Regions from separate parts of the Mus musculus genome. Here regions 1 and 2 are each linked to region 3. A link is a contact called in public Hi-C and promoter capture Hi-C data. All regions are on one chromosome and are shown on one strand. Each heading gives the region's core, a stretch centred on a gene start, on an enhancer-like site or on the middle of the called end of the contact. The rest is flanking DNA. Distances are from core to core; before and after follow the strand shown.

Region 1 (2,700 bases), core at 126-2,625, 480 kb before region 3:
AGTAAGACTGGAGTTACTCTGGAACTTTCCTACAGTAATGGCTACATACTGCATTACAGTCACCACAATTTTATTTCTGACACAGCTCAACTGAACTTACAGAAAAGCGTTTTGTTGCTGCGTGGGGGGATTTAGAGGGTTCTTTGCTTCCTACCAGTATTTAAGCATATCACTTCCTGCCTTTGCTGAAGCGAGACTGGGATGGCTATGGAGCTGTGTGGTGTACACTTAATGTTAAGTACAGTCCATGCACAGAAGTCCTTAAGAGTGTTAACCATGATTTTCCGTGGGTCTGTCAATCCAGCAAAAACATGACACTTCAACTTGTGTATAAAACTTTCCACCTTCATTTGGAGAAATGGCCATATACCTCCAAACACAGGGACCTCTGACAGTGATAGAGCAGCTGGTTTTCATACAGCTTATGAGGTTAGTATTTTAGCTCAGAGGATGAGAGCTTAGTAAGTTTCCCCGATTTAAAGGACAGCACTGCCTGCTGAAATGTAGAATGACGCCCTAAATTTTAGGAGTTTACCCTTCTTTTTATGAGGGCATTATTTTTTATTTTGTTGTTTGTTTTTTAACCGTTCCTGGTTTGCTTTTAGTTGCTGGGATAAAACACTGACTAAAAGCAACTCTAGGAAGGGTTTCTTTCTCTTTGGCTTAGAGATCCTAATCAATCATTGAGGGAAGTCTGGGCGAGATCCATAAATGCAAGCTTCAGATACAACCCAGTTCCACTTTCCAAAGGGCTGAACATCAATCAAGAAAACGCCGCCCCACAAACACGCAGTTCAGTCTAATGAAGGCAATTCAGGAGAGGGTCCCTGTTTCCTGGTGAATCAAATTAATGTCAAGTTGACAAAAAAAAAAAAAAAAAAAAAAACTAGTATGAACTTCATATTAGATTCATACTAGAATCTTTCATACTGCTCCGTTTCTACTTCCAATAAACGTCTAAACTGAGTGTAAGGAGTTTTCTGCTACATACGGTGTATCCTGAACAGAATAAAGGGTCAGTTTCAAAGAATGTACTTTAGATGTGGACTTCTGTTCTCTGTGATTACTTGAGCGCATTGAAAGAGAATGGGTTTCTCGGAAAAAGCATTTCCGTACTTGATTTTAAGCATTAGAGTCGGTTTTCCAAGACTGAGGAGATAGCTCGTAAATACGAAAACAGCACGGCGTGACTCGTAGGACGAGAAGGTAGGTAGGTCTTCGTGGCCTTTTATTAGGAACATCTCTTTATTTCATTGCAGACATAATTTGATAGAGGAGCTCGAGTTAACGGTGACCACAAATTCACATTAACTAATGCAAATGCAAAAGCCGGCATCCGCGAGTGTAGGAGGCGGAACCCTTCCGCTGGGGATTTGTTGTGAGGAGGGACCGGAAAAGGAGTAGGATTCTAGTCGCGATGTGGAGAGGTGGAAGGCTGGGCTCTCGTGGGGTTCGTCTCCTGGAAACGCTAGGGTTTGGGTGCCCCAGCGCGGTCGCCCAGCCTCCTCGCCTAACTTCACGGTCGGGTGAGTGTCGCCGGCGCGGAGGTTCTTCCGCACGCCTCGGGTGCCGGGGCGGCTCTGCGCAAGCGCGGCAGAGAGCGGTGGGCTGTCCGGCTCCGTGGGGTCTGGTTAAAAGCAGCGCCGCGCTGCCCCGTCCTCATCCCTGGTGACCTCCGGGACCTGGTGTTGCTCTCTCCAGCGGCTACAACCCTCCAGGTCTGAGAAGCCAGGGGAAAAAGGCTGAGGACTAAGGATCTGGGCCTCGGAGAGCGTGTCTCTTGTGCCGCCGCCGCCGGGTAGCCCACGACCTTTGCCCTATTTTATTTGCGTTCTATGAGCTTGTGGCCCGGGAGCCGCCATTCAACTTGCTGGATCCTGGAGGTGGTTCTTGCTTTCCAAACCAAACCAAGAAAGACACACGGGGAACGTCCTAGCGCTGCCTCACTACTTTATTGCTCACCATCTTACCGTCCCCGCCAAAGAATTTAAGGCATTTATGCTCTTGTTTGGCAAATAAAGTAAAGAGCTAACTGCATTTGGTGCTATAGATTTTTAAACGCAAGTAGTACGCAGATAATTAGGTTCAACCTTTACAAGAAAATGACCAGGCCGGGCGTGGTGGCACACGCCTTTAATCCCAGCACTCAGGAGGCAGAGGCAGGCGGATTTCTGAGTTCGAGGCCAGCCTGGTCTACAGAGTGAGTTCCAAGACAGCCAGGGCTACACAGAGAAACCTTGTCTCGAAAAACAAAAACAAAAACAAAAAAAAAAACAAAAAAAAAAAAGAAAAAAAAAGAAAAGAAAATGACCACTATATGGTAGAGATTGGTATGGTTGGGAATTTTAATATGACAGTAACAGCAATAATACCTATTTAAATACTACTGAAAAAAATAATTATAATTTTTAAGAGAGCAAGATATAAATAAATATTAATGAACTTGGAGATCTAGATGGAATTACGATTCCAACTTTAATTTTCTGGAGAGATGATTTTATACTCTTCTATTGTCTTTTATAAGATTTTATTGTCTTTATATACATTTATACTCTTTTATTGTTTAAACTTTGTCTTCCAGAACAATCCGAGTCATTGTTCCAGAGATCCAGAACATCTCTGGTCCATTTTTTAGAAACCTTTTAATGTGTGTCTCATACATCAGAAGACCCACCTGCCTCGGCCTCCCAAGCTGTTGTG
Region 2 (2,799 bases), core at 288-2,787, 430 kb before region 3:
CTGCATAGCTACTGCCAGTCAAATCTGAGATCCGAGTGTCCATTCCGCATTTAGAAGCAGTTTGTTTTGTTTTGTTTTTTGTTTTGTTTTGTTTTTTAGCAGGGCAGTGGTCGCACATGCCTTTAATCCCAGCACTTGGGAGGCAGAGGCAGGCGGATTTCTGAGTTCGAGGCCAGTCTGGTCTACAGAGTGAGTTCCAGGACAACCAGGGCTACACAGAGAAACCCTGCCTTGAAAAAACGAAAGAAAAGAAGCGGTTCTTTAAAGAGTCAGTCTTCCAGTCCCCCAACAACTGGTGCAGGGCCTGTTGCCTGCCTGTGGATCCCGCACCCCTAAATGGACCACCTCATCTTGTCTCAGTGGGAGAGGATGCCCCTAGTCCCACCTAGTGCTGCAGTGCCTTGCAGGATGTGTGTATTGTGTTAGTGTGTGGGGGATGACACCCTGTAGCTCCTTGGTATCTGGCCCAGGCTGGCCTTCTGTTGGCCTCCTCTGTCACTGCATTGGGCTGATTGCTGTCTCCTTCTCATGGAAGTTCATGTCAGACTACACATCCTGAGAGGTCTTTAACTCCCTTTGGGATGACCCTAAAATTCGTGACAACTTGGGTAGGGCCTCCTTCTCTAGCTATGGTGGTAAACAATCTTTTGTTTTATTTCTAGCATGACTGTACAACCTGTTTATTCTAAGGGGGTGAAATCCAGGAAATGGGAGCCCCTTTCATCAGCACCCCAGTCTCTACTGTATTGGGGGACAGATGTATTCTTATAGTCATACTTGAATTTTAAATTGTGACAAATCATATGTCTTCAATATTTTTATTTCCTCTAAACTGAAACTGCCCATGCTCTGGCTAGAACACATGGTCTACATTTAAGGATTTAAAGGATCTAGAACATTCCATGTTGGTAGAGAGCGTGCCTGCCATGTATAAGGCCCTAAATCCAATCTCTAATCGATCTCTTCAGGGTTACCCAGAGTGGGAAAACCATTTAATACACAGTTGCTTATTTTACAAATTTTCAGCACCCAAAGGGACCATCCTGTATCAGCGATATCCTTGGTAACGATTTCCAAGGTGGGAAGATTTCTCACCTAGAGTACTTTCTGCTGTTATTTGTCAAGGCGGACCTCAATCACTTCATCAGCACCTTGCCTGGGACCTAGGTGACTGTGCTTACCTGAGCTCTTTAAAGCAATGAGAGCAGACAGACGCTCCCGACCTTAATCTGCCCTGGCCCAAGGTTTCCGGTCTGTGGCTCAGGGCAGGTGAGTTCCCTGCGCTCCGCAAGGCGCCTGCGGGCGGGAGCGGGTGGAACCGAGGGCGGCGGCTCTGGGCTCGGCTCAGCCGCAGCCATCGCAGCCTCCCGCGCCGCCCGCCTCCCCGAGCCCGGGCGTCCAGCCCCGCAGCTGCGGCCGAGCAGAGGCAGCGCACCGCGGGGATGCGGGGCGGGGGCAGGGCGCGGGGTAGGTGACATTATCCCGCCTCTGTTGCCGGGCCCAGGGGAGCAATGACATCACGTGGCCCTTTCCACGCGCTGACACAAAGAGCGCCTGCGAGAGGCCTCGGCCAGGGAGGCCGGCGGCCGCCGCTGCCTCGCCGGGCCCGGGGGCCCAGCCATCCCAGATCTCCGCTCGCCGTCCGCGTCCTTCCGCCGTCGCCTCCGCCCGCGCCCCCTGCGCACCGCTGAACCCGCCCGCTCGCCCGGGCGCCGGCCTCTTCCCATGCGGGCGGCGCGGGCCCTGGGAGGGGCGCCCGGAGCCAGCCGCGCAGCATGCACTGGGGGGTTGGCTTTGCCTCGTCCAGGCCGTGCGTGGTGGACCTGAGCTGGAACCAGAGCATCTCCTTCTTCGGCTGGTGGGCCGGGTCCGAGGAGCCCTTCTCCTTTTATGGGGACATCATCGCTTTCCCTTTGCAGGATTACGGTGGGATCATGGCAGGGCTGGGCTCGGATCCCTGGTGGAAGAAAACCCTTTATTTGACCGGGGGAGCTTTGCTGGCCGCGGCTGCGTATCTGCTCCACGAACTCCTGGTCATTAGGTGAGCCGGAGAGAGGGCCCCCGAAGCGGGCACTGACCAGGGCAGCTAGCCCGGGTAGGGCTGGCTCAAAGGGGGTTCCGGAACCAGCCCCTAGGTCCCGCCGCCCAAAGGTCCAAGCGTCCTCTCTCATCCTCTAACCCCCTAAGGCGTTTCACGGTCACCTGGCCACTTGTAAGGAGCCATTTAGAGTTGATGGGAGGGTTAAATTGGGAAGGGAAAGAAAGCGTTTTCCTTCCATCATTTCGATGCTAAAAGCAAAGTGCTGTGAGTCACCAGTGTTATGGATATAAACAATCTGCTAAAGCCCATAGGAAGAGTCTAACTGCAATCAGTGCATTCGTAACAATAGAATAAAGCTCTGTAGAAATACTAAGGTACACTTTTATAAACGCCTAATTGGTTTATGGGTAATGATGCTGGAACATTAACTATTAACCTCATCTTTACCTAAAAGGTTAGTTCTCTCTTACTCTTCTTTATAAATGTCAACATTATTAGGAGGCTGCAGTTGCAGAAGCTTGGTGTAACCCTGTTCAGTTTTGATGCAGCCTTAACCTGCTTACCTGCTTATCTGGTGTGGAACTGTAAGCACCTTCAAGCTTAAATACAATCATTCTGCGAGCGGTAGGAGATCTGAGGGCAGCGCTAGCACATGGAGCACTTGGCATAACAGGGAGTCTCCCTGGGCTGTAAACAGTTTCATGGCTGCCTGCCGCAGAATGTGTACAGGGCTGACTTGAAAATTACAATAAATGGAT
Region 3 (2,906 bases), core at 383-2,882:
ACACACACTTCATTTTAGAATGAGTAACTTCTGTAGTTTAAATGGAGTTTGAGTTCTTTATACGCATTAACTGAAGTCTTATCAGAAAATATAAAAGGGTCAGGTTTTTTATTTTTAATAAATTAGCATGATTTAAACACAGATTTTATTTTAGAATAAATATTCAGATTTACAAAAACTCTGTGATGAACAGATTGAGATGACAGACAAGCTGACCTCACAGCTGCCCTTGGTGTTAAAGAGATGGAATGCTCTTCCTGCTGGCCTTGAACTCACTGACATCTGCCTGCCTCTGCCCCCCAATGGCTGGGATTAAAGACATGCTCCACCACACCCAGTTCTAACCCTCTCCTTTTAGAACCTAGCTCACCAGATAGTGTCACAGTTAAGAATGGAAGATGGAAATTGAGTTTGAAGTTTTTGATTAAAATTTCACTTTTGTGTAGATTACACAGCATAGCATAATTGTTTCACTTCATGTGGTGGTCTGGATGAGATACTTTTATATGCTGGGGCCTTTCAATATGTGGTTCCTAGTTGGTCTGTTTGGGGAGGTGGAGGAGGTATGGCTTTGCTGATGGAAGTCAGTCATTGGGCCTGGCTTTGACAGATCAAAGACTTACCTGTTTCGAGTTGGTTCTTTGTACTTCGTTGTTTGCAGTTGGAGATGTGAGCTCTTAGTTGTTTGTGCCACCATACCTGGTGCTTGCTGCAGTGCTCCGGGTATGTAAGTGATTCTTAACCATCTGGAATCCCAAGTCTCATTGTTTTGGCTGTGATGTTTTGTTACAGCGATGGAAAAGAAAGTAACATAAAATTAACAAGTATTCTTTCTATTTTGCTTCTTCAAGAGAAAATTGGAAATCATGAGTGGTTCAGCATATTATTGAGTTTCCCATAAATAGGGCTGGAGAGACAGCTCTTTCAGAGACCCTGTTTGGTTCCCAGAATCCACTTCTGACAGCTCACAAATGCCTGTAATTTCAGCTCCAGGATATCTGATCTCTTCTGCCTTCAATGGCACCTGAACACATGTGTGCGCATGAACAGCACACACACACACACACACACACACACACAGATTAATAAAAAATTAAAATAAATCTTAAAGTTTTTTTTTATTAATGGAAACCTTGTGGAAAGACAGATGTAACGACAACTGAAGAAAGGTTCATTTGAAAAGAAATGGAGACTTAAGGGAGACCCGTGACAGCATCTTCATCACAGGTGGTCAGGTGAATATGCGCCTGCAGGGAAGGTTTGTTTCTGAGGGCTGAAGAATTTGTATATTAATTGGTGGATTGTGCCTGCTGAGAACTTTTACTGCTCTAGAAGTTCTCTTTCTAGTGCTCCTGTGCTGAAGTGCTTTTTTGCATAATACTTGGGTTGAGTCACCAAGTCCGAAGAAGCTCCAGCAGAACTACATTACTTCTGGAGGGCTATCTTTGGCAGGATGAGTAGCGTAAAGGTTCTGCAACCCGCTGCCAGTCCCCGAGCAAACAGGCCATTTCTAAAGCACCACTGGCCTGGCTAATCAGCTCAAACAACCAGGGCAATCCGGCAGCAGCCAGCCCGACCCTGGCCCCGCCCTTCGCCAGGCCCCGCCCCGCCTCCGGCCCCGCCCCGCCTCCCGGCCTCGGTCTTCCTTCCGGGTCGCGCTGGGCCGGGCCCGCCGCCGCGGCAGCAGCACGGGATACTGGGAGCCGTCTCCTGCTGCCCACGCTGCGGGCTTGCGGCGAAGCTCTGTTCGCCCAGTTCCGGACCCTGCAGGGTACGGCGCTTTCTTCCTTCCTCCCTCTTCAAGGTCTCGACGTTCCCCCCTCGGCGTGGGCGGGGCCGGGCGCGCGCCACTCTGGGGAGCGCGGGGCGGAGGCTCTGGGCCCACGCGTGCCTATGGTGCTGCGCCGCTGTGCTGGCGGAGACCGGACGTGGGTGCCGCCGCCTCCTGTCGCGGCTCTCTTGGGCCTGGCACGCTCACGGCGAGCTGCGGACGCTGGGCCTGCAGGCTGCGCAGCCCTGACTTCCCTCTCACGCGGGAAGGTTTCTGTCCAGGCAGGCTCGAGCCAGGAGATGCCAGGCTGCAGCCTTCTTTCCATCGTCTGGGGTGGGCCCAGCCACTTGTCAACTATGTTTGGCGATGGGGTTGGTTCTGCATTTCATCGGCTTCCCAAGTGCTCTTAGTCCCAGAGCTGTCAGCAGTCAGTTCTACTTGTAATCCACAAAGGGTCAGGAAGTTAGCTGGCTGTGGCCCACTGGTCTGCTCTGTTGGGAGCCACCTGCTCCCTCTGCTTCCTGCGCACACTCTGAGGAGATCCTAAGGCAGGCACACTGCTTATCTTGCCCACTCTCTCGTCCTACACGATTAATGAGTACAGGGTCCCTCGCACTCCTCTGTCTTGGAGTAAGTCTTGGGTGGAAGTGAAGTCTCATCTAGTGGCGCTAAGAATTAGACAGTCTTGAGTAGTCATTGAATTCCATTATTTCCAGACTTGCGTACCAATTTGAAAAATTCCTGTCCCACGTTTTGGCTCTTTTGAACCCTATTCCGTCTTTGTTTTCAAAGTCAGAGAGGTCAGGGCCTAAGACCTGGTTGTTTGTGGTCCTGTTGCTGCTGTCTTACAGTGTTGTTTACAGCTGATGTTTTGCTTTCAAATATGGTCGTCGAATCTTTACCAAGCCACTGCCCAGTCTTCTCAGCTTGGAAGCGTTACTATTTGCCGTCTTCGCTGTTCTAAGTTTGGAGTCCTCTTGGGTCTTTCATAATATGGATTGTGACTAACCCCCACCCCCCTCCGTGCACGTGCCCCATGGTTTGTTGTCTTACTCAACTTTGGTGTGAGATAAATAATGCTGTGCCTTCTTGGTTATTACTGGCCAATGACTTCATCCCAATTTGTCGAGTTCTG

The links. A called contact is a pair of places that touch in the nucleus more often than the background predicts. Capture Hi-C pulls out chosen DNA fragments and counts their contacts.
Region 1: a contact with region 3 is called in a promoter capture Hi-C map of pancreatic islet. The contact joins the promoter of Coq3 here to the promoter of Fbxl4 in region 3. A contact is called at or near these places in 2 of 39 promoter capture datasets (neural stem cells and pre-B cells), 2 of 115 datasets of contacts at active chromatin or transcription factors (effector CD8 T cells and memory CD8 T cells) and 3 of 9 other capture datasets (adipose tissue, liver and pancreatic islet).
Region 2: a Hi-C map of rod photoreceptor shows a contact between it and region 3, with 3 times the contacts expected there. The contact joins the promoter of Faxc here to the promoter of Fbxl4 in region 3. A contact is called at or near these places in 1 of 39 promoter capture datasets (cranial neural crest), 1 of 484 Hi-C or Micro-C datasets (rod photoreceptor), 1 of 115 datasets of contacts at active chromatin or transcription factors (astrocytes) and 1 of 9 other capture datasets (adipose tissue).

The regions. Positions count from the first base shown.
Region 1 is chr4:21,878,271-21,880,970 of GRCm38.p6, forward strand. It overlaps Coq3 (coenzyme Q3 methyltransferase), which reads left to right and starts at 1,376. Exons shown (of 7, transcript NM_172687.2): 1 at 1,376-1,526. The coding sequence starts at 1,418.
Region 2 is chr4:21,929,789-21,932,587 of GRCm38.p6, forward strand. Faxc (failed axon connections homolog) reads left to right here and starts at 1,538. Exons shown (of 6, transcript NM_175234.4): 1 at 1,538-2,041. The coding sequence starts at 1,776.
Region 3 is chr4:22,355,911-22,358,816 of GRCm38.p6, forward strand. Fbxl4 (F-box and leucine-rich repeat protein 4) reads left to right here and starts at 1,633. Exons shown (of 9, transcript NM_172988.4): 1 at 1,633-1,771.